7 separate regions of the Mus musculus genome follow, and all the other regions are linked to region 1. Evidence: chromatin contacts called from public HiChIP or PLAC-seq and promoter capture Hi-C data. All regions are on one chromosome and are shown on one strand. Each heading gives the region's core, a stretch centred on a gene start, on an enhancer-like site or on the middle of the called end of the contact. The rest is flanking DNA. Distances are from core to core; before and after follow the strand shown.

Evidence for each region. Promoter capture Hi-C pulls out the DNA fragments that hold promoters and counts their contacts. HiChIP or PLAC-seq counts read pairs in DNA pulled down with a chosen protein or histone mark.
Region 2: a contact with region 1 is called in a promoter capture Hi-C map of liver, with 2.4 times the contacts expected there. The contact joins the enhancer-like site here to the promoter of Parm1 in region 1. A contact is called at or near these places in 9 of 39 promoter capture datasets (the 3T3-L1 cell line, 3T3-L1-derived adipocytes, frontonasal cranial neural crest and 4 more).
Region 3: a contact with region 1 is called in a promoter capture Hi-C map of second pharyngeal arch cranial neural crest. The contact joins the promoter of Nup54 here to the promoter of Parm1 in region 1. A contact is called at or near these places in 3 of 39 promoter capture datasets (cranial neural crest, embryonic stem cells and second pharyngeal arch cranial neural crest) and 1 of 115 datasets of contacts at active chromatin or transcription factors (bone marrow-derived macrophages).
Region 4: a contact with region 1 is called in a promoter capture Hi-C map of embryonic stem cells, with 4 times the contacts expected there. The contact joins the promoter of Sdad1 here to the promoter of Parm1 in region 1. A contact is called at or near these places in 2 of 39 promoter capture datasets (cranial neural crest and embryonic stem cells) and 1 of 484 Hi-C or Micro-C datasets (palatal mesenchyme).
Region 5: a FOXA1 HiChIP or PLAC-seq map of pancreatic cancer cells shows a contact between it and region 1. The contact joins the promoter of Cxcl5 here to the promoter of Parm1 in region 1. A contact is called at or near these places in 1 of 39 promoter capture datasets (liver) and 1 of 115 datasets of contacts at active chromatin or transcription factors (pancreatic cancer cells).
Region 6: a contact with region 1 is called in a promoter capture Hi-C map of the HPC-7 cell line, with 3 times the contacts expected there. The contact joins the promoter of Naaa here to the promoter of Parm1 in region 1. A contact is called at or near these places in 8 of 39 promoter capture datasets (the 3T3-L1 cell line, the HPC-7 cell line, cranial neural crest and 4 more) and 2 of 115 datasets of contacts at active chromatin or transcription factors (astrocytes and pancreatic cancer cells).
Region 7: a contact with region 1 is called in a promoter capture Hi-C map of embryonic stem cells, with 5 times the contacts expected there. The contact joins the enhancer-like site here to the promoter of Parm1 in region 1. A contact is called at or near these places in 17 of 39 promoter capture datasets (the 3T3-L1 cell line, 3T3-L1-derived adipocytes, the HPC-7 cell line and 10 more), 1 of 15 datasets of contacts at CTCF or cohesin (embryonic stem cells), 14 of 484 Hi-C or Micro-C datasets (embryonic stem cells, lens fibers, muscle stem cells and 3 more), 2 of 115 datasets of contacts at active chromatin or transcription factors (craniofacial prominence and embryonic stem cells) and 2 of 9 other capture datasets (embryonic stem cells and pancreatic islet).

Annotation. Positions count from the first base shown.
Region 1 is chr5:91,515,785-91,519,031 of GRCm38.p6, forward strand. Parm1 (prostate androgen-regulated mucin-like protein 1) reads left to right here and starts at 1,916. Exons shown (of 4, transcript NM_145562.2): 1 at 1,916-2,173. The coding sequence starts at 2,131.
Region 2 is chr5:92,168,339-92,171,603 of GRCm38.p6, forward strand. It overlaps Uso1 (USO1 vesicle docking factor), which reads left to right. Exons shown (of 24, transcript NM_019490.1): 8 at 2,335-2,455. Among named protein-coding and RNA genes, the nearest start is that of Gm25290, 23 kb to the right of the region's middle. Within about 2 kb of position 1,528, at least 5 of the 459 cell types and tissues checked have an H3K27ac peak or open chromatin away from gene starts, as enhancers often do. A contact at or near this core is called in liver, where this site is marked.
Region 3 is chr5:92,433,297-92,436,798 of GRCm38.p6, forward strand. Nup54 (nucleoporin 54) reads right to left here and starts at 1,903. Exons shown (of 13, transcript NM_001359995.1): 1 at 1,708-1,903; 2 at 926-1,087. The coding sequence starts at 1,774. Gm42114 (a long non-coding RNA gene) reads left to right here and starts at 1,315. Exons shown (of 2, transcript XR_880431.3): 1 at 1,315-1,686; 2 at 2,297-2,773.
Region 4 is chr5:92,308,399-92,311,453 of GRCm38.p6, forward strand. It overlaps Sdad1 (SDA1 domain containing 1), which reads right to left and starts at 1,626. Exons shown (of 22, transcript NM_172713.2): 1 at 1,394-1,626. The coding sequence starts at 1,483.
Region 5 is chr5:90,757,912-90,761,118 of GRCm38.p6, forward strand. It overlaps Cxcl5 (chemokine (C-X-C motif) ligand 5), which reads left to right and starts at 1,387. Exons shown (of 4, transcript NM_009141.3): 1 at 1,387-1,649; 2 at 1,778-1,913; 3 at 2,056-2,139; 4 at 2,542-3,207. The coding sequence starts at 1,532. The coding sequence ends at 2,602.
Region 6 is chr5:92,276,073-92,279,451 of GRCm38.p6, forward strand. Naaa (N-acylethanolamine acid amidase) reads right to left here and starts at 2,109. Exons shown (of 11, transcript NM_025972.4): 1 at 1,840-2,109; 2 at 847-1,011. The coding sequence starts at 2,060.
Region 7 is chr5:92,237,587-92,241,070 of GRCm38.p6, forward strand. It overlaps Ppef2 (protein phosphatase, EF hand calcium-binding domain 2), which reads right to left. Exons shown (of 17, transcript NM_011148.4): 11 at 1,159-1,557. Among named protein-coding and RNA genes, the nearest start is that of Ppef2, 17 kb to the right of the region's middle. Within about 2 kb of position 1,310, at least 12 of the 459 cell types and tissues checked have an H3K27ac peak or open chromatin away from gene starts, as enhancers often do. A contact at or near this core is called in embryonic stem cells, where this site is marked.

The DNA of each region.
Region 1 (3,247 bases), core at 666-3,165:
TGGACCCCTGAGATCTCTCAGACACTGGACCACCAACTAGGCAGCATACATGAGCTGATATGAGGGACCCAACATGTATACAGCAGAGGACTGTATGCACCTAACTCTCAAGAGACTGGAGGCCCCAGGGAGTTTAGAGATCTGGTGGAGGGGAGGGGGAGGTGGTGACATCCTCCTGGAGACAGGGGGATGGGGAGGAGGTATGGGATGGGGCACAGTCAGAGGGTGGGCTGGGAGGGGAATAAAAAAAATTAAATAAACTTTTTTTTTAAAAATTAAAAAGAAGAGCACCAGCCTTAAAGAGTGTCACTACCAAGCTCTATCCATGTGTGGTTGCAGACTCTGTGACAAGCAAAGCCCAGATGTCCACAAGCTTCCTAATCACACAGGTTGGCTAGACACGGGAAGGACATGAGGCCAGAAGGCTTCCGGGAATGTGTTTAAGACTCTGCGTCTGCCAGTTCTTCTAACCAGGGAAGCAGGAGAGGCAGTTCAGCTTTTGCTTGCAGTATCGTTTGCTTCCTATACCGACAGGAATCAGTACATGTATAGAGAAGAAGGACAATTATGAGCCCAGTGTAGTCTATTGCGAAAGTACTGCCAAGATCTGGGAGTGGTGCTGGCGAGGTGAGGCTGAGAATTGGCCTGGCTGCTGCTAAAGTGATGAACCCAGGCTGAGAGAGAGCGGGTCCTGTTACAAGATGGAAGACGACACACCAAACGACAGGAAAACAGTTCTGCAGAGCTGCTGAGGGCACCAAATGTTCCAATGCCTTAGGAAGGGTCCCTTTTCTCTTACAACTGTCAGCTCTAGTGACCAGGGGCCACCAGGTTCAGACTGCACCAAGCTGAAGGATGTGGCATGCAGCCCGTATGAGGACTATGAATGTCTGAGGTGCAGGGGGCGCAAAAAGAATGAAATGAAAGGCCAGGTCTGACTCCACTTTGGAGAAGCCCTGATCTTTGGGGAGGCATTCAATATGGAGAAGGAGCCCCCGGTGAAAAAGATCTGATTACCCTTCCCTAACTATAAGGCCTGGGCAAGCACTTAAACTTAAAGTTACTTCCTACCCAGAAAATGAGGATACTTGCCTGTATGAGGATACTACGGGAAGTAAATGACTTGGGTAGTATGTGAATGTACATTGTCCAACACATAGCCTATTGCCATTTCTCAGAAATTATTGTTATCTGTTATTATTGTTTATTAGCACTAATTATTATTACATAAAACTTATTTTATTATTATTATTACATTGTTTTCATAGGCCTGATGTACAAACAATTCTTACAAACTATATGAACATGACACATTCCTTAATTTCTAATGCCTTTGATTTCTTACCTGGGAAATAGTAAGGTTTATGTCTCTGGGTTAGTAGAAGGAACTTTAGCATAGTAACTAATCAGACGGCTGGTTCAGTTATCTGGGGATCATATATATCACCTGATAGTGGTATTTCTTCTGGCTAGGAAGTTGAATAGGCACCAGGAAGTGCGGTGAGAGTTTAATGTACACAGAAGGCTGTTTGCAGAAATGAAGGGAAAAGGTCTTCATCCCATACTTGGAAAGAAATGTGTTGATTCTCTGAGGTGACCTCGAGGTCGCCTCTCTAAGGGTAAGGAGTTTTCATAAGCGACCTAACGGCAGGGACCCACTCACACTTTGTTTTGCCTTAGCTTCCAGGACAGTGCAAAGCTCCCTGAGCTGTGGCTGAATCCACTAAAAGCTCAAGTCTAGCTCCCGCTGTCCAGCAGAGGCCGCTCTGGGCCGGGACTCCTGGGACCTGTGCGCCAGGAGAGAGAAGGCCAGGGGGTGGCCCTGTCCTCGCAGGAGGGCCGGGTGGGAGGGGTTTGGCGACGGCGCAGGCGGGCCCTGGGCTCAGGCAGCTGGGATGGAGCAGAAGTGCGCCTGGCGCCGCAGGGCACACAGCTGACTCTCCGCGCCACCTCCACTTCGCCTTGCGCCGCCAGACACCGAAGCTGCCTGGACTCGTCGCGCCTGGCGTCCCCGCTCCTCCCGTAGCCCACCCGGTCCGAAGAGGAGCTGCCGGTGCCCCGAAGCACTTGGTCAGACCCAGGAAACTCTTCTCTAGTCGCATCCAGCTCGGTACCGAGCACCAGAGTAATATGGTCTGCAAGGTGCTCATCGCCCTCTGCATCTTCACCGCAGGTACTTGGCGCGGTCCTAGGAAGAGCGGGGCATGGGGGAGGCAGCACAGGGTCCGGCTGATGGGAAGAGGGGCGACACCAAGAAATAAGCCACCACTGGAGGGTGGTAGGTCTGCAGGGGTGTGCGCACTTAGATTTGAGGTGTGCGGTTTTGGCAGTCCTGGAAGGGAGGGACGTCTGGGTCTTTGCTGTGGCATCCTGGGCCCCCCACAAATTCGTTCTCTGTGAAACAGGTGGCCGGCTAGCTGGCGCCTTAGAACACAGAATTCCGCACGGAGAGGAAAGGTTTCTGTGGTTTCTCCTTTGCTGGGGTCTCCGGGGAGCACCTGCTACAGCCCCAGACATCACTTCTTGCCAGTGGTTTGTCCGGACGTGGGATACAGAGGCCAGGCAGGGGTCCGACAAAGCTGCTGCTAGGAGGGCTTCATCATGGAGTGCGCTCAACCCGACTGGTTAGCGCTCTGGGACTTAGAGGTCTCTGGAACTCCGGGCGTCCCTTTTACTTAGGCTCAGGGATGATGCGGCACAAACAAGTCACAGGGGCAGCGGCCCAGGTTAGGGTCAAGCTTATGATCATTGTTTGAAGATTGCAGGTCTACTGTGGCCAAGAGCCTTCCAAAACTGTGGCCCTCTGTATGAAACTAGTAACTTGGGTAAAAGTAGGATACACACCCCCTTTTGCCCCATCCGGGTCTGTCTATCTATCTCACCCGGGTCTAGGGACTACTTGCAACCACGACCTTGGGCATTCAAGCCAAGCCGACCCGCGGGCTGCAGAGATGAAACCAGGCACCACCTTCTGGAGTTGGGTACCTAGGTTTTTGTCCAGGAAGAACGTAGCCCAATAAGGACTATGGATTCGGGACTATACTCGGGGTCTGAGGGTGGGCGGGGGAGAGTAACCCAAGAGAGTAGTCCGGTCTGTTTATCCAAGAATGCCCCGAAGCCTCCTAGTACAAGCTGATTGGAGATTCAAGCTTTAGTCCGTGTGTTTCCCCTCTTGAATTGCCTGGGTTCCTGTAAATGTGCCTCCCCACCCCCACTCAAGGAAAGTCACAACTCCTTGAAAAGAAGC
Region 2 (3,265 bases), core at 278-2,777, 650 kb after region 1:
AACAAATCTTTATTTTATATTTAAATTATTTTACATTTGTTTTTACAAATGCCTACCTCGGTTCTTTCATTTCTTTCCTAGAGCATATATACTCTTTGTACAAATTAAAATGATTACATTTTCATGCAAGCTTATCAGGTACTTTGATCTGTCCCACCCAGCACCCCCTGCTGTCCCACCCCACCATGTGTTCAGTCTATTTTCTTTAGCTCTTGGCTCTTTCTTCTAACTTTTTGCCTCGGTTTTTATTTGAAGCAGATGAAATGATTGTCCATGTTTTCTTTTATTAATTTTATTAATGGAGCTTAAGTTTTATTTTTGTTGTAACCTCTGATATCTTAGTTTTATATGTTTTATAGGTTTTTTTTTTTTTTTAGTTTCAGCTAACCTATCAGCAAAGTAAGAGGAAAATAAACTACTAATAAATGTTGATATTGAAAACAGGTAAACCCTGTAGGTGCTGTTTTCCCGCCTTCTAAATGGCATGACATCTAGGTGTGGTAGAACATGCCTTTAGCCCCCAGCACTCTGGGGACAGAAGCAGGGGATCTGCGGGAGTTTGAGGCCAGTCTAGTGTGTATAGAGTGTTCCATGGGAATAGTGTGGCAGAGGGATCCGAGATACTGTTATTCTACTTTGCAGATAAGTATTCTGAGACATGGAATTTGTGCACTTTGCTTAAAGTCATACAACTAGTAAGTAGGGCATTTAGCTTCTGTCCACTTTATGAGACTCAGAGTTTGTATGACTTGTGTAAACCTTTCTTTTTCCTTTTAGGCAGTTAAAATTCAAGTTGGCACCATTATGTTGGCAGATTTGACATTTAAATTTTATTTTACCTTTCTTTCATGTTAGTATTAAAATTTGAAAATCCGGGGAAGGGGTGAGATGAGGCCAGCGAGTTGACAGCCTTCTTAACCTTGTACAGACGCTTAGCTGCCACCTGCCACCGTGGCACTCCCATCCCTGTGTGGCAAGCCTCTGAAAGCGGCGGCTGTGCTTTTCCCCTTCATGTATTTATTGTCTCTTTTATCTGTGGTCACTGAGCGGCTCAGAAGGACTGGCTGAGTGATAGATGCTGAAGTAGGAAGTGAGGAGTAGGGCTGGAGCGGTGGCTGAGCAGGGCAGAGCATGGCTGCTCTCCCAGAGGAGCTGGATTCATCCCCAGCACCCGCGTGTTAGCTCTCAGCTGTCTGTAACCCCAGTTCCAGGGATCCTGTGCCCTCTCATGGCCTCCACAGGCACTAGGCTTGCAAGTGGTGTACAGGCATACACACAGGCAAAACACTATACACAGAGAGACGAGTAATAAGGAGTAATGTAAGCTTTTTAAGTGATAAGTGCCAAAGCTATATAAACAGCTCAATACACTGAAAAAAACTGAAAGCCAGGGCACAGACTTAGTTAACCTTTGTTTGTTTGTTTGTTTGTTTATCTGTTCTGTAGGTTTATCTGACATTCAGAGCTTAGGTTTCATCCACACTGACTAGATTTTGAAATGTGTAAACAGGGTCATAGGTTATCATGACACACTATGGGATATTTCTTATTCCTTTGGCCCAGACAGCTTAGTTGTTATCTGTGCACAGTCCCCATGTGCATCTGGAGGCTCCCTACACACACCTGGAGCCCCATCTCCTCCATGACACATCCAGATTTCGGGTGCCTGTGGCATGCTTCTTGAGGCCTACTCTGTGACTGCCTGGGAATGTCAGTGGTGCACTCCTGGATCACACCTTTTTGGTGGCAGGACATCCAGTCTTCTTGCCACCCTTCTTTGTGGGAGCCATTTTTGCCAGCCACAGGCCGGAAAAGACTGTGGGAGAAAAACCATGCTACACGAACCTTCTGCAAACTTTCTTACAGGGTGTGAATTTCCATTTCTTGTTTTTGCTGATTTAAAATCAAATTGTAGGAATTTGGGAGCCTGATTTTCAAGGTATCCTGAACTCTGTAGAAATTCTGTTAAAATGTGGTGGTGGTATTTCATGATTTATATCATCATTTTGAGAAGAGTAAATATGAGAACTTTATAATCCTTCTCGGCTTGTGGAAATTACATGGTGACAGATAAGAGTGAGAATTGTGTTCTTACTGTATGTAGCTAAGAAGAAACTTGTTAGATGTAACTCTTGCCAAGGTCCTGTTCCTATGTGACCTATGACCGTCAGGGGAGCTGAACCGTCTCTGCCGTCTATGTCCTTCTGTATATAGAGAGCAAAGCAGGTGGATTTGTAAAGCCCTGTTTACTGTAGGATTCTATGATTTTAAAGTAATTTTTGGGAGTCCAATAAATTTCATACTCAACTGAATGCCACCTTTCTTTTCTATAAGGGCGTCTTACTACTGCAGGCATTAACAAGGAGCAATGGAGCAATCCAGAAAATTGTTGCTTTTGAAAATGCTTTTGAGCGACTGCTGGACATTATTACAGAGGAGGGGAACAGTGACGGAGGTAAGAGTGAGACCGTGCAGACTGCTGTGTAGTCACTCACCATGTCTTACAGCAGCACACACGCCCCTCTTCCCAGCCGAATCGATTCCCGGGATCAAATGTCCGTGTGAAACTCAGATTTTCACAGATTCCAGTCTTTTCCAGGGAGGGGACCTGGAAATGTCAGTGCGACAGGAGTCCTTAGCAAATTATCTCCCCAGTAGAGGAAATGAAGAGCTGTGAACAGCTAGGTAGAGAAGAAAGGCAGGAGTCTGTTCGCCTTGTGAGTGCACTGTGTCAGAGACAGATGAGCACATTCACGTCTTCAGAGTCAGAATGTATTGATGACAACTGCCAGGGCATTGTCATTTCAGAGGCAGCAACTTCCAGATGCTCCCACTCTGCCAAGGAGGTTCTTTTATTGAAGTTCTAATTACTAATATTAACTCACAGATCATACAGAACATAAATGTATAGACTCAGTAAATGTGTAGACTACAAGAGCTAAGGGACGACAGCAGAGTTAGAGGTCTCGGAGGCCAGGGAAAGGGAGAGAGCACAGAGTCTGTATGCACATGAAAATCAGCCAAGCTGAGCTTCTCAGAGAGCTGCAGAAGTCACAGCTGCTCCAGGGACTAGTCTGTGCCTCGTGGTAGACTTACAAAGCTGATGCTGTTCACCTGTCTCTTGGGGGCAGCGTCCCCTTCCAGCCTCAAAACTGAGTCCAACGCTGCTTTAAAATGAAGTCTCTTGGGACAAGGCACAGCTGTTCTTTACAGCATGGAGGAACTTAAGGCAGGAGCAAACTTGATCTCAAACATTTCAACGCTA
Region 3 (3,502 bases), core at 653-3,152, 920 kb after region 1:
AATGTAAAACCCAGTAAATGGACAAAATCCCCAACTTTCCCAGTAAGTTTAGAAGTAAGGCTTACCAAATGCATATAATTGGCACGGGCAGCAGTGGCTTGACGGAACATAAACTATGGACAGTACATTCATATACGAGCAGCTGAGGATGGAGAGTTTTCTAAGAGTCATACGGATGTCGAGCTCACATAAGCCTAACTTAAATTGGGTCGTACACATCCATTAATTTGTGTTCTGAAAAATTTCAGTGATCTTCAAACAAGCCACAGATTAAAAAAACCAAAAAACCAAAAACCTTCATCATCCTCTTTTTGAAAGTAAAAGATGCCGAGCCTACTTTTTAGAACTCAGTGTTAATTGGTAAATTAAAACTACTCATGGAAAATTTCCCAAAAACCCAGCAAAGAATCCGGGATTCTTTCTACAATTATATATAGAAATACATCCTAATATATTGAGTTAATGCTAGAAAAACATCGTTACAGTTTGAAAAACAAGACAGGTCGCTGCTGTTCGTATAAGACTTGTTTCTCTTGGAAACACAAGGACAATAAGATGAAATCCCAATGAAATATGTATTAAAAAATGAAAAATGACTGCAGGAGTCCAAGAATCCCAGGGAAACGCTTACCTTCTGCTAAAGCTAATGTTTTAAAAAATATTCGGTTCCCAACTTATCATTTGGAAGCTGTGCTCTGTATCATTAAATGAAAATCCAACCAAGGTGCATTCTAATTCTTTAAGGCTTTCCAAAACCCACATCTTTTAAAGCAGCCAAAACTTTAAATATATTTGATTTGATCTTAGGAAATAAACCCCTTTCTTTATTAGACAAGTGCCATTTCTTCCCCCAAACTCTAGGGACATCGGAACATTCTTGGACTCCAGCCCCCATACTCGTTACACACATGACCCCAGTATCTACCTGCACTCGCCAGACTGTTACCAAAATTGAACGGAGTCGCCGAGGTAGTAGAAACACCGAAATTCCCAATATTAAAGTTCACTGCAGGGTTAGCGGTTAATCCGAAACCCCCAAAATTAAACCCACCGGCGGTGGAGTTGGCAGTCTCAAGCCCACCAAATCCTGATAGTCGTGGAGGCAAGAGAAACAAAAATTTGAAAAGGTGAGAGGAGGGAAAGAGAAAAGGAGAAGAAAGAAAGGTAAGAATTACAAGAATCAGCAAGAGGTTTCACAGCGTGAACAAACCTGACCTGCACCGGATCAGGGGAAGAAAGCCAAGGTGCGGACAGACAGAAGGAGCGAAGGGCAGCACGGGCGGGGGCCGAGCATCCCCCCCCCCCGGGCTGGGGAGGGGACAGAGGGAGCTGCGGGCAGCCTGGCTCCAACTTTACCCGTCTGGACCTTGAGGCTGAGACGGACGAGGGGACGCGGGGTCCCGGGAAATGAGAGGGGCGTAGCCTCCGGCCTCTCCTGGGCGGACACCCCAATGGCGGGAAGCACCGCGGCGGCCGAGCCACGCGGGTTGAGCGTGCTGTGCGAGCCCCAGGCTGAGCCTGAGCAGCCCGCGGCCCTCCCACCGCCACCGCCGCCGCCACCACCGCCACCGCCCTCTCCAAATGACTCCAAGGTGTCCCGAGTGCCAGGGCAACCCCGGGACCCCCCAGCCGGACCGATCGGATCGAGGGGGCGGGCCCGAGGCTTTGGTTCCTTGGAGGAAGAAGGTAGGCCCAGGGCTGACTCACCCGCCGGTGCCGCGGTGGCTGTAGAGGTGCCCGAAGTGCCCGAAGGAGCCCCAAAATTGAAAGCCATGTCGCGGGAGCAGCACTTAGATGGCCCCGGGCTCGCGCGGCGCGACGCCCAGTGCCCTCCGCTCTTCTGTCCGGCTGGGAACCGTCAGGCGGTCCGTACCATTAGTTCCGCCTCCTTCCCGGTCTAAGCGGAGCAGGCAGGAACCAAGCAAGGATGGAGTGGGTGGGATGATCGAACGGGAACGCCTACCACCGATCACTTCCGGGGGTGTGTTTGTGGCTTTCACGTGGTGTGGGGCGTCACCACAAAGGGGAAGTGATGAGAAGTTGGACATGGGGTGTTGTATGGTGGCTCTCTGAAGCCACTTTAGAGAAGTGACAGTGTGCAGGGACCGCGTGAAAGTACTGCCCTTACCTCTGAGGAGCGGTCCTTCCCGGAGGAAAGGAGGTTTGAGTAGATAAAGCAGTTGAGAAAGAGGCATTCGAGAGTGATGGAAAGATGATGGCGATGGTGGTAACACGTGTGTTAGCTATGTGGAATGCACGCTAGTAATTGTTTTTGCATATTTTTTTAAACCCCCAGCTGCGTTTCAGACAGTTTACTACTATTGTCATTGACCAAGAAGAAGGGCTGACCTCGATGAAGCAAATGGGCCCACTAACTGGTAAAATCTGTGCCCTGCATCGCACTTCTGGGGAACATTTAATCCTCAACTACACAGAGAAGATTTCTGTCGTTGACTAATTGGCACAGACGAGACAGGAGGACTGAGGATTAGAGTTGCAAAGCAGCATCCCCAAAGTCACTTCGCTGGTTTTTCTCTACTTAGCCCCGATTCTTTTCTCCTTTTAAAAATATTTATTGTACATGGCACTGTGTTACATTAGGACATCTTGATACAAGTTTATGTTGTATTTTGAATATATATTCCTACTCCTAAATTTTCTGTCTTCTCCCTGTCTCTCCCATTAGTTCCCTAGTAATTTTACTTCATTTTCCATGTCATATGATTTATGTGTTTAATTAAACCTAGGAATCATAAATGAATTTTTTTCCTTCTGTGACTGGCTTAATTCACTTAATAATGTTTATCTCCAGTGATATTCAGTTTTGTGCAAATGACAACATAACTTCCTTCTTAGGGCTGAAAACTCTTTTGAGTATATACCATCCTCTGTTTCTGATCCATCCCTCTGTTGTTAGGCAACTAGGTTTGTTAACAATTGTGACTAATGCTTCAGTAGAGATTGATATACATCTATGTGATAGACTAACTTGGAGTCCTTATAGACATAGCTGGGTCATGTGGTAGATCTAATTTTAGTTTTCTCAGGAACCTCTTTGCCCCATTTTGTGTGTGTGTGAGAGAGAGAGAGAGAGCACATGCATGTGTGGGAAGAGTGTATACACACATATGTGCACACGTGCCTGAAGGCCAGAGATTGACATGGGTGTCTTCCTAATTTACTCTTAATTTCTAATACAAGGTCTCTCAATAAATCTAGATCTCATCGCTTATTTGGCAAGACTGTCCAGCCAGCAAGCCCCAGGGGACTCCTGATTCTGCCTGCCCAGTGTTATGGTTATACATGAATGCCACTGTGCTCAGCGTTTGTTTAATTTTAAATATGGGTGATGAAGATTAAACTCATATCCTCAAACATTAACAGCAAGCACTGTACTGACTGAGCAGTCTCTCTGGCCCCACCTTTTAAAAAAATTACCATTACATTCTGTTTCCCTGCCGGGCGTGGTGGCACACGCTTTTAATCCCAGCACTCGGGAGGC
Region 4 (3,055 bases), core at 376-2,875, 790 kb after region 1:
TTCTCTCTCACGCTCCACACACATGCACACACACACCACTGGTGGGGATAGAGTGGGAGCACACACACACACACACACACACACACTCGCACACACACAGCTCATGGTGCGGATGTCCATGGTAGAACCACTATGGACAAACTAAAACTGGCCTTCTACGGCCTGGTTTATAATAAAAGGACTCTGATCAAACACCATAGACACACTTGCACATTTGTGTTTACTGGTGCACGAACCACGGCAGCAAGAAGCAGAGCCAGCCTTTAAGTCCATCAACAGAATGTGTAGTGAAAATGTGGTACATGCATTTAGTTTTTTCCAATCAAGAGCTGAAACCATGACAACAGGAGGAAAGATGTTAAGAAATTAAACCAGACTCAGAGAGGTAGCCTGTTTCCTCTCAGAAGCAAAAGTCAGATTTCAATTTAGTTTGTGACACAAGTTAGAAAGGGGAACCCAGTAAGAGCTTATGTTTAATGTGTATTGAGAGCTTGCCTACTTGTATGTGCGTGTATACATATGCCTAGTATCCAGAGGCCAGAAGTCGGGTGTCGCATCCCCTAACACTAGAGCAACAGATGGTTATGAGCTATCATGTAAGTGCTGGGCCTTGAACCCAGGTCCTCTGGAAGAACAGCCAGTGCTCTTAACCATTGAGTCAACTCCCCAGCTCTGGAAGAAGAGACCTTAAAGGGATGCAGGGAACTGAAATAAATGTGATGTGTATACAGAAGTGAAGTGGGGGCTGTCTGAGGAGAGAAGGGGACCAGTAAGGGGGGGGGGGAGACAGGGAGGATTGGGAAGGGCGGTGTGTAAGAAGACAAATAATAAAGGCAAAGGCGCGTCTTAATCTATCTACCAGGTTAAGAGTACAAAGTCACGGCCTTCATTTCGTGGTTCTTATGAATTCACACACTTGGAGTATGCCATGCCCCTCACAAACTGGACCTAACAGAGTTTTAGACCGCACATTTCCCTCAAAGCATTTTTTTCAAATCTAGCTCAGGGTGACTCCCAGGGAGTTTGAACTGTGGCTTAACTACATCTTCTACACTCTTGACTGTGGGGTGGCCCTGCCATCTGAGAACTCCTTGCTCTTCTTGGCAGAGCTTGGGGCACTCGGGAGAGGCCGTCTGTGGAAAGCATGTTTAACACACGACTCATCGTATGCTAGGGGCTAACTCGAGTTTTTGCTCTGAGGCGGCCAACGGACGTTACCGGCCCACGTCGGCGAGGCGGGCGGATAAACCCGGAGGCAGCAGGTTTTAGGGTGTGTTTCAGTGTTGGTGGGGTCTGCATGTCCCGTCCCCCGTATCTCCATCCCCCGTCCGTTTCCTCCCCAGGCCCCCGGAAGCACACCGGAGCATCCCGGGGAGCCGGATCCCGGTCCCACCTCCTCCACGTAGGCCGGCGGGTCCCGCTTGATCAGGTTCTGTAACTGCGGCAGGTTGCTGGGCAGCTTGTTGTTGTTCCTGCCGGACATGGTGGCTGTGGGTGGGCTCCCTGGCGAGCAGTGCTTGGAAAACGTCCGCCTCTGTCAGTCGCAGCCCGGGCCCCGCGGCAGCTTAGACTCGTGGGTCCCAGTGTAACCGGAAACGGCACGTGGGACACGCCGCTTGCCCGACCGAGCTACGGAACGCTCAGAGGATCAAACTTCACCACCCTGCTGCAACTCTTTGTAGGCGTCTGCACGCTATCGGTCCCTGCCGGTGGACAACCGCTACTGGTTGTCACCAAACTCTGGAGCAGGTTTCCTTATCTCAACATTCTTTTCCACTGAAAACAATTTTTATACAATATATTTGATCATGTTCTTTTTCCTCCGCCAATTCCTCCCAGTTCTCCCCATCTAGCTCAGCATTCTTATGGTGGCCCAAATAAATGAGGATTAATATGGGACTCAGGTATGACAGCATACAACTGTAATCCCTGTACTCAGGAAGCTGAGGCAGGAGCATTATATTTGTTTGGGGCAAGCCCGAGGCTTACTCTGTCTCAAGAAAAACGACAGAAATTAAGCAGGGGCCTGGGGACTGGTTCAGGTGTCCTATCTCATAGGAGACCCTAGGTTTCTTCTCCAGCTCTCCATAAACTGCGTGTGTTGGCTCATGCCTGCAACCCGCATACTCAGAGAAGAGGCGGCGGGAGGGTTGAGACTCCAAGGTCATCCTCAGTTACATAGGAATTTGAGAGAAACCTGAGATACATGAGATCCTGTATTATAAAATGAGGATTAGGGGCTGGAGATGGTTTAGCAGCTAAGATCTGGTACTGCTGTAGGGACTCAGGCTCAGTTTGCAACACACGGTGGCTCTCAACCATCTATAGTTAACTCCAGCTCCTGAGAAATGTGTGCCCTCAGCAGGTGCCTGTGCTCACAGCACACATACCCACACAGAGTTGCACACACATCACTAAAACAAAAACCTTGTCAGAAATGAGAATCATTTTCTTTTAGGCTGTACTAAAGGTAGAAGAAAAAAATCCATGAGGAGTATGCTTAGAGAATATGTTTTAGAGAATGGCAAAGAGCAGGGGTGGAGGTTAGATTGTTTTTTTGTTGGTGTTGGTTTGTTTGTTTGGTTTTGTTTTTTGAGACAGGTTTCTCTGTGTAGCCTTGGCGGTCCTGGAACTCACTCTGTAGACCAGGCTGGCCTTGAACTCAGAGATCCATCTGACTCTGCCTCAGGAGTGTTGGGTCTTAAAGGTGTGTGCCACCACCGCACCCAGGCAACTCTCTTAATTCTAACCACAGAGGGGAAAACAGCTGTTGGATGGTAACTAGGTTTTTGTTTTGTTTTGTTTTTGTTTTGTTTTGTTTTTTTCGAGACAGGGTTTCTCTATGTAGCCCTGGCTGTCCTGGAACTCACTCTGTAGACCAGGCTGACTTTGAACTCAGAAATCTGCCTGCCTCTGCCTCCCTACTGCCGGGATTAAAGGTATGCGCCACCACTGCCCGGTAGATGGTAACTAGTCTTACACTAATAGATGAATCAAGGTGTTATTATTCTGTGTAACCTAAGCAGTTTCCTAGATCAACTTCATCCAAGGTTAC
Region 5 (3,207 bases), core at 137-2,636, 760 kb before region 1:
ATCTGTTAAATCTCTATAAAGAAAGCCAGGGCACCACTTAATGTTATAACCGACTGCCTTGGTATGAAGGCCTTTAGTTACAGGAAGTCATCTCATCTTTCATCACCAGGTGGCCCCTCCAGGGTCCCCACCCCCAACCCCCGCCAAGCCCCTGGGGAAAGCATCCCTCCTCTGAACTCCAAGAAGTTGCTTGGAGGGAGTCAGAACGGATGCTATCTTGCTGGCAAACTGAATCAAACCCTTGCACCAAACTCGCAGATAAGTCCCACGGATGAGTCCCTCAGCTGCACCAACCTCCTTTAGCTTCTACCCACTGTCAAATCCCTATCTGGCAGGGGAGCCACATTAGAAAGCACAGCAAGAAGCCCCTGGTGTTGCCTCCGGCTCCAAGCACAGGACAGACTGCTCCTAACTGAATGGCAAAGGGTGCAAAGATTTTATCTTCCTCCCAAAGCAATTTGCTGAGTCATCTGTGAAGTTGTTCATTAAGCCAAACAATTACAATAGCAGGGCTTCCAGTAAGCAGCTTTTATTTTGAAGGCCATTCATGCAGCTGGTTTAAGTGGAAGTCAAAACACTTTCATAGTTTCTTGGCTTTCAAAGCTGGCAGAATCCCAAAGAATCAATAAGTAATCCACACACAAGGAGAGGGCAAGGTTTCTTTCTTTCTTTCTTTCTTTCTTTCTTTCTTTCTTTCTTTCTTTCTTTCTTTCTTTCTTTCTATTTATTTATCTTTTCAAGTCCGGGATTACATTTCCTGAATAAAAACAGTCTTCGTTTTAAAAACACACATTTCAAATGTATTTTTGTTTATGAGCATGTGTATGTCTGCTTATCTGTCTGTGTACCAAGTAGATGCATCTGCCCCAAGGAAGCCAAAAGACGACGGACGTGGGGTTCCCTAGACCTGGGGCTAGAGAAGCTTGTGAGCAGCAATGTGGCAATGTGGTCCTGCATGGGTGGGTGGGTGGGGAGCCAAACCCTGGACCTCTGCCACAGCAACCAGTTCTCTTAAAGGTTGAGCCATCTCCCAGGTGTCAGCAATAGTGTTTGTAGTAATAACAGTTAAAGACCTGTGGAAGGTTTTCTAAAGTCAAAACTCCTTCCTTTGGCTCCAGTCTTCCTACAAGGAAAAGAAGGGCATCCTCAGAGCTCTGTCCTGCCTTAACTAGCCCTGACCTAGGAGAGGGAAAGGTCCTCTAAAGGAGTCTGACCCAGAGCAGCAGCCTTCTGTTCCCGGGGCAGGACTACAAGCATTCTCCTCCGATTTGGCAAAGAGCCACTCCTCCTAGCCATCCTCCCGCCCCAATCCCATTGCCCAGCCCCTCTGAGCCCCCCACCTCCTAACTCCAAGTCCAGGGAATTTCCCCAGCATCTTCAAGCTCCAGTTTCCTGCCTGAAGGAAGAGAGAGAACAGATAAAAGGGGTGCAGTGGGTTTGAGAACACCATAGTGCTCTGTAGAGCCCCAATCTCCACACCTCCTCCAGCATATCCCGAGCTGGTGCTCCCTGGTCCGGGATCTTGTCCACAATGAGCCTCCAGCTCCGCAGCTCCGCCCGCATCCCCAGCGGTTCCATCTCGCCATTCATGCGGATGGCGCCGCTGGCATTTCTGTTGCTGTTCACGCTGCCGCAGCATCTAGCTGAAGGTGAGGGCGCAGCACCTGCGTGGCGCAGGGTGCCTGACCCATCCGGGCGGGCCATCGCAGTCAGCGGGTCCCAGGAGCGGGGAAAGGGGCTCTTCCAGCATCCTCCTATAATCTTGTCTCTTCCACAGCTGCCCCTTCCTCAGTCATAGCCGCAACGGAGCTGCGTTGTGTTTGCTTAACCGTAACTCCAAAAATTAATCCCAAATTGATCGCTAATTTGGAGGTGATCCCTGCAGGTCCACAGTGCCCTACGGTGGAAGTCATGTGAGTTCTGACTGTGTTCTGGGTGCAGGTGATCTTGGGAGATGGAAGTCCAGGACACCCCCTGCCCTACCCACATCCCTTATCCCGGATTCTTCAGTCACCCGGGCTCACCTGTGCATCCTCTTTTTTTCCTCCTCCGCAGAGCTAAACTGAAAAACCAGAAGGAGGTCTGTCTGGATCCAGAAGCTCCTGTGATAAAGAAAATCATTCAGAAAATATTGGGCAGGTACTTGCTATCTTAGTCTCTGCAGCGGGCAAGGTCCTTATTCTCCCTGTATGAGTTGAGGCTCCCATCCCACATTCGAAACTGAGCTTAGAATAAAAGGATTCAGAAGGGAAAGTTGTTATTCTGGGATGTTGCAATAACCCAAAACTCATCTCTCTCTCTCTCTCTCTCTGTCTCTCTCTCTCTCTCTCTGTCTCTCTCTCTGTCTCTCTCTCTGTCTCTCTCTCTCTCTCTGTCTCTCTCTGTCTCTCTCTCTCTCTGTCTCTCTGTCTCTCTCTCTCTCTCTCTCTCTCTCTCTCTCTCTCTCTCTCTCTCTCTCTCTCTCTGTGTGTGTGTGTGTGTGTGTGTGTGTTAGGATAAACTGAAGAATTTTAGTTACTGATATAAGTCTTTTCTCAACAGTGACAAAAAGAAAGCTAAGCGGAATGCACTCGCAGTGGAAAGAACGGCCAGTGTTCAATAGAAAGATTTCTGAGGACTCTGACCCCAGTGAAGATAAGAAGAAAGGGCTGATTCTCTCCACCCACGGATTTTCTTTATGAACTCCCTGCTTTGATGAGAAAAGGGAAACCATTGTCCCTGAAGCTTCCTGCTCATCTCACAAGTGTATTTAGCAAAAATATTTCCTATTCTTTCCTATCTGTCACACTATCGGAAATTGTGATACTTTAGTGTGTAAGTCAAGAATCATTGGTTGTTAACCTTTCAAAATGTCTTGAACTGAAGGTGACTATTGCATTGTCTCCGGAATATGTATATGTATATGTATATGTATATGTATATGTATATGTATATGTATATGTATATGTATATGTATATGTATATGTATATGTATATGATGTATATGTATATGTATATGTGTGTGTATATATATATATATATCCTTTGTAATGTTCATGAGAAGGCAATGCTGTCATACTCTCTCTCATAAAATGGGGACCTCTTTTACTGTTGTTTCTTGGGTGTGTTAAGAGTGTTCTTACGTCTGAGCCTGGGCTGGCATATAACTTTTATGGTTTTAGAAAGCTGCTGTGTCATGCAGAAACCTATGTAGAACACAGTTCCTTA
Region 6 (3,379 bases), core at 859-3,358, 760 kb after region 1:
TGCCTAACATGCATGTCTTAACCTATCTACCAGGATGTACACATCTCTTTCTGTCCAATAGAATGTCAATTATATTTTAAAAATCGTAGCATTTTCTACATCCAGCCAATTGGGGTGAATGATAGTAACTCTAGGAATCAACCAACCACATCTAGCCTTCCTACATATCCCTACATATTCCTTAGGAACTTAAGCTTTATTCTACCCCTACTCAAAATGCAAGTCTTATTCTAAATAGCATCTTATATTGGTGCAAGCATCTCTTTTATGTAGGGGTCCATCTCAGGAGCAGTTTATAAGGCAAGAAACCGTACATTTAAAAAAAGCTCATACACGGGTGGAGGAAGTGCTGCTGGGTGGTTGGTTCGGGTCCAAGCTTACGTCGGCTAACTATACAAAGCAGTTCTTTCTAATTGCCTTCTATTGTGATTGGTTTCCAAGAACACCAAGGCACAGAACATAACAGAATAAGCAACAAGCTCAGGCCTCGTTTCCTAATAACAAGCACTTGAGAAAGTTTCTTTATATCATTAGTAACAGTGCAAACTGGCTGGCCAGACCTTCGACAGTTCCTAGGCCTTAACAGTTTGGAAAGTAGGATGCCATCTAGATCCCTGACAAGATAAAAGTAAGCTTTGGGTAGAGCGGCTGCTTCCCTCTGGAAGTCCACCAGACACATGCTGCTCTGATTTCCCTGGGGAGTCAGAAACCTAAGGTGACATGTAAACTTCAGTCATTATCTCATCTTCACCAAGCGAACATATCTCCTCCATTCATTATGGGTGACAGGAGTCCCCAGTAGGTGGCAATTAGTTGACTTTAATCCACCTAGCACGGGGCACTTACGCGGAAGCCTCGTAGGCCAGGTTGACCAAGATACCGTCAGCCAGGCTGAGGTTGAGCGAGTCACAGATGCTGCGGATCTCGTCGGTGAAGGGCTGAGGCAGGAAGCTCTCCACCTTCGACACAATTTCTCCGACCATCCCGAGTACCCACTGGGGAACCCTGTCGCTAGAAATGAAAAAGTACGAAGTTTGTTTCTCGTCTCAGAGCATGGACAGTGCACGTATGCGTGGACGAGGCGGGAGGAATGTTGGGAATCTAGATTACTTTCAGAGCTGCTCCATTCCCAGCGTTCAAACCAGCGGGAATAAAGTGGGCATGATAGTGCAGGGCTGTAATCCCAGCTACTCAGGAGGCTGAGGCAGGAGGATTGTAAGGGCAGTTTATGTTTCACAGCGAGAATCTCTTTCTTTTTTTCTCACATCATAACATTTATATTCATTATTTGGGAATTTCATACAATGCAACCCGATCACACGTTCCTCTCGAGTCCACCCTCCCACCTTTGCCTTACCCCTCAAACAAACAAACAAACAAAACAACAACAAAAACAAACCACCAAATCCAATTTATGTTGTCCATATACTCATATATGTATAGTCAAACTCCCAGCGAGACTTTCGAAATGAAAAGTATAAGGGCTGAGATACACCCAATGGTAGTGCAATCACCACTACCTCCAGTGCCAACCTCCATGTAAGGCCAGCCAGGCTGGTCCACGATGCGGAGTTTCCTGGGCTGCATGCCCTACGCTGCAGCTTAGCATACTGGGTGACACCTTGCGCGTTACCCTGACCCGGAAAATGTGTGGTAAACGCGCGCGCCGCAGGAGGCTCCGAATTTGAGAGCCGAACTGGCCTTGCTGGGTCAGCCACCCGCTGGGCGCTGCGCAGAGCAGTGGGGAGGGCAGCGGTGCAGCGGTGAGAGGGTAGAGGTGCAGCAACGAGGGAAGAGCAGAGCCTGACTACAAGTTCACCAGACCAGTCCCGCGCTCACCCAATGACCTGCGCCACCGCGGTGCGCAAGAAGTCTGGGTCGTAGTGCCGCAGCATCGGCAGCCAGCGCTGCTCCGGGGCCGCGTCCAGACTGACGTTGAAGAGAGGCGGAGTCCCGGGGACGACAGCCGACAGCCAGGGACCGGACAGCGACAGTAGCAGCAACAGAGCCAGGGCCAGGTGTGCCCCATGGCACGCGGCCCTGGTGGCTAGGGTCCCCATAGCTCCGGCTTCTGAGGCCACCACCGGACCAATGAATCTTTGCTGTCCTGGGGAGGCGGAGTGGGAGGCCTGGGGCGGTGCTGGCACTGAAGGCGGGGCCTGCGCTCCACCCGGTCAGGAACCCAAGCACTGACACCGCCTCCTGCCCCAGCGGGATTAAGCCTGCTTCTCACTCACAGCTAGAGGCAGTATCACATCTCTGTGTAAAAGGCCGGGAGTGGTTGTACTTAATAACCTGGTGATTTGTGCTATACGTAGGGCCAGACCTCACCCGAACCCCCTAGACTATACTTCTATCCTAGACTTCCCAGACTCGTAAGCATTGTTTCTCAGTCAATAGAACCTATCCTTACGGAAGATGTCACATGCACTTTGTAGTTTGATGACTCTATGAAATATGTATGCCCAAGACCACACCCGATCCTGCCCAAGGTCCTTAAGATGCCGTAAGCTTTACTGTGCACATGAGATTGAGATAATTGTTACCAGGAAACGTCTTTTCCCTAAAATTGCGCTGTACTTAAACACCTAAAGTTCAGACTCTGTTTCAACCAGCGCCGGTGTACTGGATGGTTCTGTGTCAACACAAGCTAGAGCCGTCAGAGAGGCGCCTCGGTTGAGGACAATGCTTCCATGAGATCCAGCTGTAAGACATTTTCTCAATAAGCGATCGATGGGAGTGGGCCCATCCCTTTGTGGGTGGCGCCATCCCTGGCCTGATGATCCTGGGTTCTATAAGAAAGCAAGCCGAACAAGCCATGAGGATGGAGCTAGTGAGCAGGCCGAAGGACCCCAGGGCTAGTCCACCCCAGTGGCCTCTTGCTGGGATGGAGCTAAACTGCACATTCAGCTCACCCAAGTCAAGTGAGCAGCATGTTCAGTGAGAGAGCAACGCTGCCTCAGGAAAAAATCCCTGCCTGCAGTGGAAAGTAACAAAGACCCCCATGTCAGCCTCTAGCCTCCATGTGCACACACACACACGTGCACCGCCACACAACACACACACAAACATGCTAATGCTGAGTTACAGTCAGCAAAAGCACAAACTGATACTCTATGCCAAATTTTAAGATACTAAATAATACTGTGCTGAAGACACACACAGGAGCGTGCGCGCGCGCACACACACACACACACACACACACACACACACACACACACACATCTGAGATTAGCAGCACTTGAGGGAGGGGTCATGGTGAGTGCTTCAGTTCCACTTTTTGGTTCTCTTCTTATACTGAACTTCCTCTCTGTAGGCAGAACATAGCCCAGACTGACCCCACCCTCCTGCTCCTCCCGCTTGAGCCCTGGGTACTGGG
Region 7 (3,484 bases), core at 60-2,559, 720 kb after region 1:
ACAGAATACCCTCTTAATGTACTTTTAAGGAAAATGCACTTGATTTATAAGTATCTGCACATTAGTGGGTCACAGATTGCAAAACTTCATTTTAAACTTCAAGTATAAGTTGGTCTTGGAGCCCAGAGCAATAACTCTGGGAGAATGTGATGTGTGCTTCTTGCCCTCCTTTGTCCAGACAGTGGCTACTTCTGCCCACTTGAGCTCTTAAAACAGCCTGAACTCTTTTCTTTATTGGATGAACCTTATGAAACGCCATTTTTATAGATGACAAATGACTCCACCATCAAATTTTTATATAACTTCCCCAAAACCACCAACATCGTCTCCAACCTGGTTACCAGGTGTGCCTGTATTTTTATGTCAACTTGACACAAGCTAGAGTTCTCAGAGAGGAGGGGACCACAGTTCAGGAAATGTATCAGTAGGATTGGCCTCTAGGCAAGTCTGGACTGTTGTCTAGACTAACAATTCCTAAGGGTGGACCCATCCCACAGGGACTGACACCTTTCCTGGACAGGTAGTTCAGGGTACATTAGGAAACAGTCTGATCATTCCATCAGGAGCAGATCAGTGAGCAGCATCCCTCCATGGCCTCTCCATCAGATCCTGCCTCCAGGTTCCTGCCCTGCTTGAGTTCCTGCTCTGAATTTCCTCAGTGACAGACTATGATGTGGAAGTGTGAGCAAAATAAGTCCTTTCCATCCAAGTTATTTTTGGTCATGGTACTGCAGCGCAGTAATAGAAACCCTAACTAAACAGCAGCTGGGTGTGGTAAAGGACATAGTTTTAGAGATCTGGGGAAGCCCTTATTTTTCTGAAAAGAGAGGACAGAAGCTACTGACTAGTTCTGACCTTGTGCGGGAGCTGCCAGCTTGCTGCATGGGAAAGTATCCTTTAAGTGGCACCTAACTTGCATCCTCAGCTGAAGCCAAGTCCTGAAACAGGTATTCTTGGGCAACGGTCCCTAGCAACCTCTCCCCATTCATAACAAAACGTCAACATGAGTTACTAAACAAAAGTTAGTGTCCTGGGGTTTTCTAATTCCTTATAGAAAGTGGGGCCTCAGGAAACCACCTGCATTTATACAGGAGTTTTGATCTCTTCGCTCCCCCTACAGCAGATAAACTCTCAGAAGCAGCACCTGGCCACACTCACCTGCTTCCACTCCTCGGGGGTGGGTTCCAGCACCCCTCCCCCATCAGCAACACAGTCAGCATCTGGGGCCAAAGGCAAGGACTCCCCCTTCTCTCTGATCCCCAGGAAGCCGGCTTGCTGCCGGCACTGTTCCAGTTCCAGGTCCACTGAGCGCCGCACCTGCCCCCGCCGGGATAGCTCCTTGCTGTTAGGGGAGCCACAGGGGATGCTGCAGGACCTGCCGGCTTTGTAGGCCTTAAAGCCAGAGCCCAGGTGAAAAGGCGAAGAGGGCAGAGAGCGGCTTTGAGGAAGAAACCACGGAGTAGGTTTCTGTCCAGAGCTTGTCTGGTTATCTTTTCTCTTCTGCTCCTCTCGATTCTCACTTTCCTTTCTTGTTTTGCACCTCATGGTAGAAACAATCTAAATGTGTCAAATAAATACATAAATAAATAAATAAACAAGCAAACAGACGGACACACACGCAGGCACGCACCACGCAAAGACTTACAAAAATGAAATGGTAAGTCCTTTCAGACTACTGTTCTGGGATCCAGGTCAGTCCTAAACCTCTGCTCTGTGCAGTTTTCCGGGGCTATGACAAGCTTGATGGCAACCCTTATAACTTTGCACAGCAATTCCACCTAGCCACCACATTCAAACACGCAATTGGCAGGCTGATATTTCATGTTTAAATTACTCACATTTAACATATTTTTGCAAGACACATAGTAACATTTTGTATCACCAACGGAAAATTGAGTGCTATGTGGGTCACTCCTGTGTGCAGCGCATCCACGCTGTATACACGGCCTTCAGATCAGTCACATAACCTAGGTTTTCTGATGGACATACACAGCATTACCATGCCGTTTTTAAGGACCCTTCTGCTTAAAAAAATATACCCACAAATGGAACGGTAGTGATGTAGAGTCGGAACCTGGGCATGAAACATGGACGGGCAGATCATGGTTCTGACAGGGTACCCAGAGAAAAACAAAACATCTATTCTACGCGGGGTTTGGCGCCATCTGCTGTAAGTCTTGGATTGCATGGATTGCTAGACCGGTAGTGTAGAATAGGGAAAAGCAGTCAGGTAACCGGAAATGCTTGACCCGTGACCCTACCTTGTTGCAGAGGGACAGGGGAGAGGAAGCGGGAACCCTTTCAGCTGGAGCCCCACCGTCTCATCGTGGCGTTGGAACCGAGTTGAAAAATAAATACAAAACATTCTGTTCTCGGGAAAGACAGCAATCCGGCACGGAACTGCGTGGCAATGAACCCAAAGACAGTAGCCGTGCTTGGGCTACAGGCAAAGCTGAGAAGGCCATCTTTGCAAGGCTAGGCATGCGCACAGAATGCTCCCTCCCCATCCCGCAAATAGATCCAGAAACTGTGAGGTACAAAGAAGAGCCACCCCTGGGTGGGCTGGCCTAGGACAAGAACAAAGAAAGGTCCTGGAGAGGGCCCACGGGATGAATATGTCTTGGAAAGAGACACTCCGTGTAGGGACAGTGAGGCTATCATTTCCTAGCAGTTGGAAGAGAGAAACTGCGACCACCTGGTTCCTACTCAGTCCCTCCTCACTAAAGACAGCAAAAGCCAGTCACCAGTGACACCCCTATCACCTCTCAGGAAACTCTAAAGATTCCGTCATCAAGTCCTAGCTCTGAGTCTCTAACTTTGATTCTTTTTTTTTTTTTTTAACAAGGCTGTTGTTGTTTTTTTTTTTTAAGATTTATTTATTTGTTATATGTAAGTACACTGTAGCTGTCTTCAGACACTCCAGAAGAGGGAGTCAGATCTCATTACAGATGGTTGTGAGCCACCATGTGGTTGCTGGGATTTGAACTCTGGACCTTCGGAAGAACAGTCGGGTGCTCTTACCCACTGAGTCATCTCACCAGCCCTCTAACTTTGATTCTTAAAGAGACTTCGGATGCTGGTGTATTGAGCCTTTCTGGTGAGGTGCCACGGTGCAAAATTTCTGTAAGTCAACCTACTTTCTCACCAGCTCCTAGTGAGAGAGAGCTTCATCATTTACAGACAGCCAAGGAATCCGAGGCACAGCGATACCAAGACTCTCCCAGCACTGGATCCAGTGAGTCTGACTGGAGCCCCATCTCTTTCTTTGCACTCTTCCCTAGGGCTCCCCAGGTTGTCCGAACTGCTCCGAACTGCCGTGCCAGTGCCACCACAGAGCTTTGCCAACCAAATGTTAGGACGTTAGCTCATCCTAAGCCATGAAAAGAAACCGTTCCTTCTGCTCTTTTCAAAGTCCACCCCCCTTCTATGTTTTCACAACGACACACGGGTCTCCCGATGAGATAATTGGCTCTCCTGTAGCTTG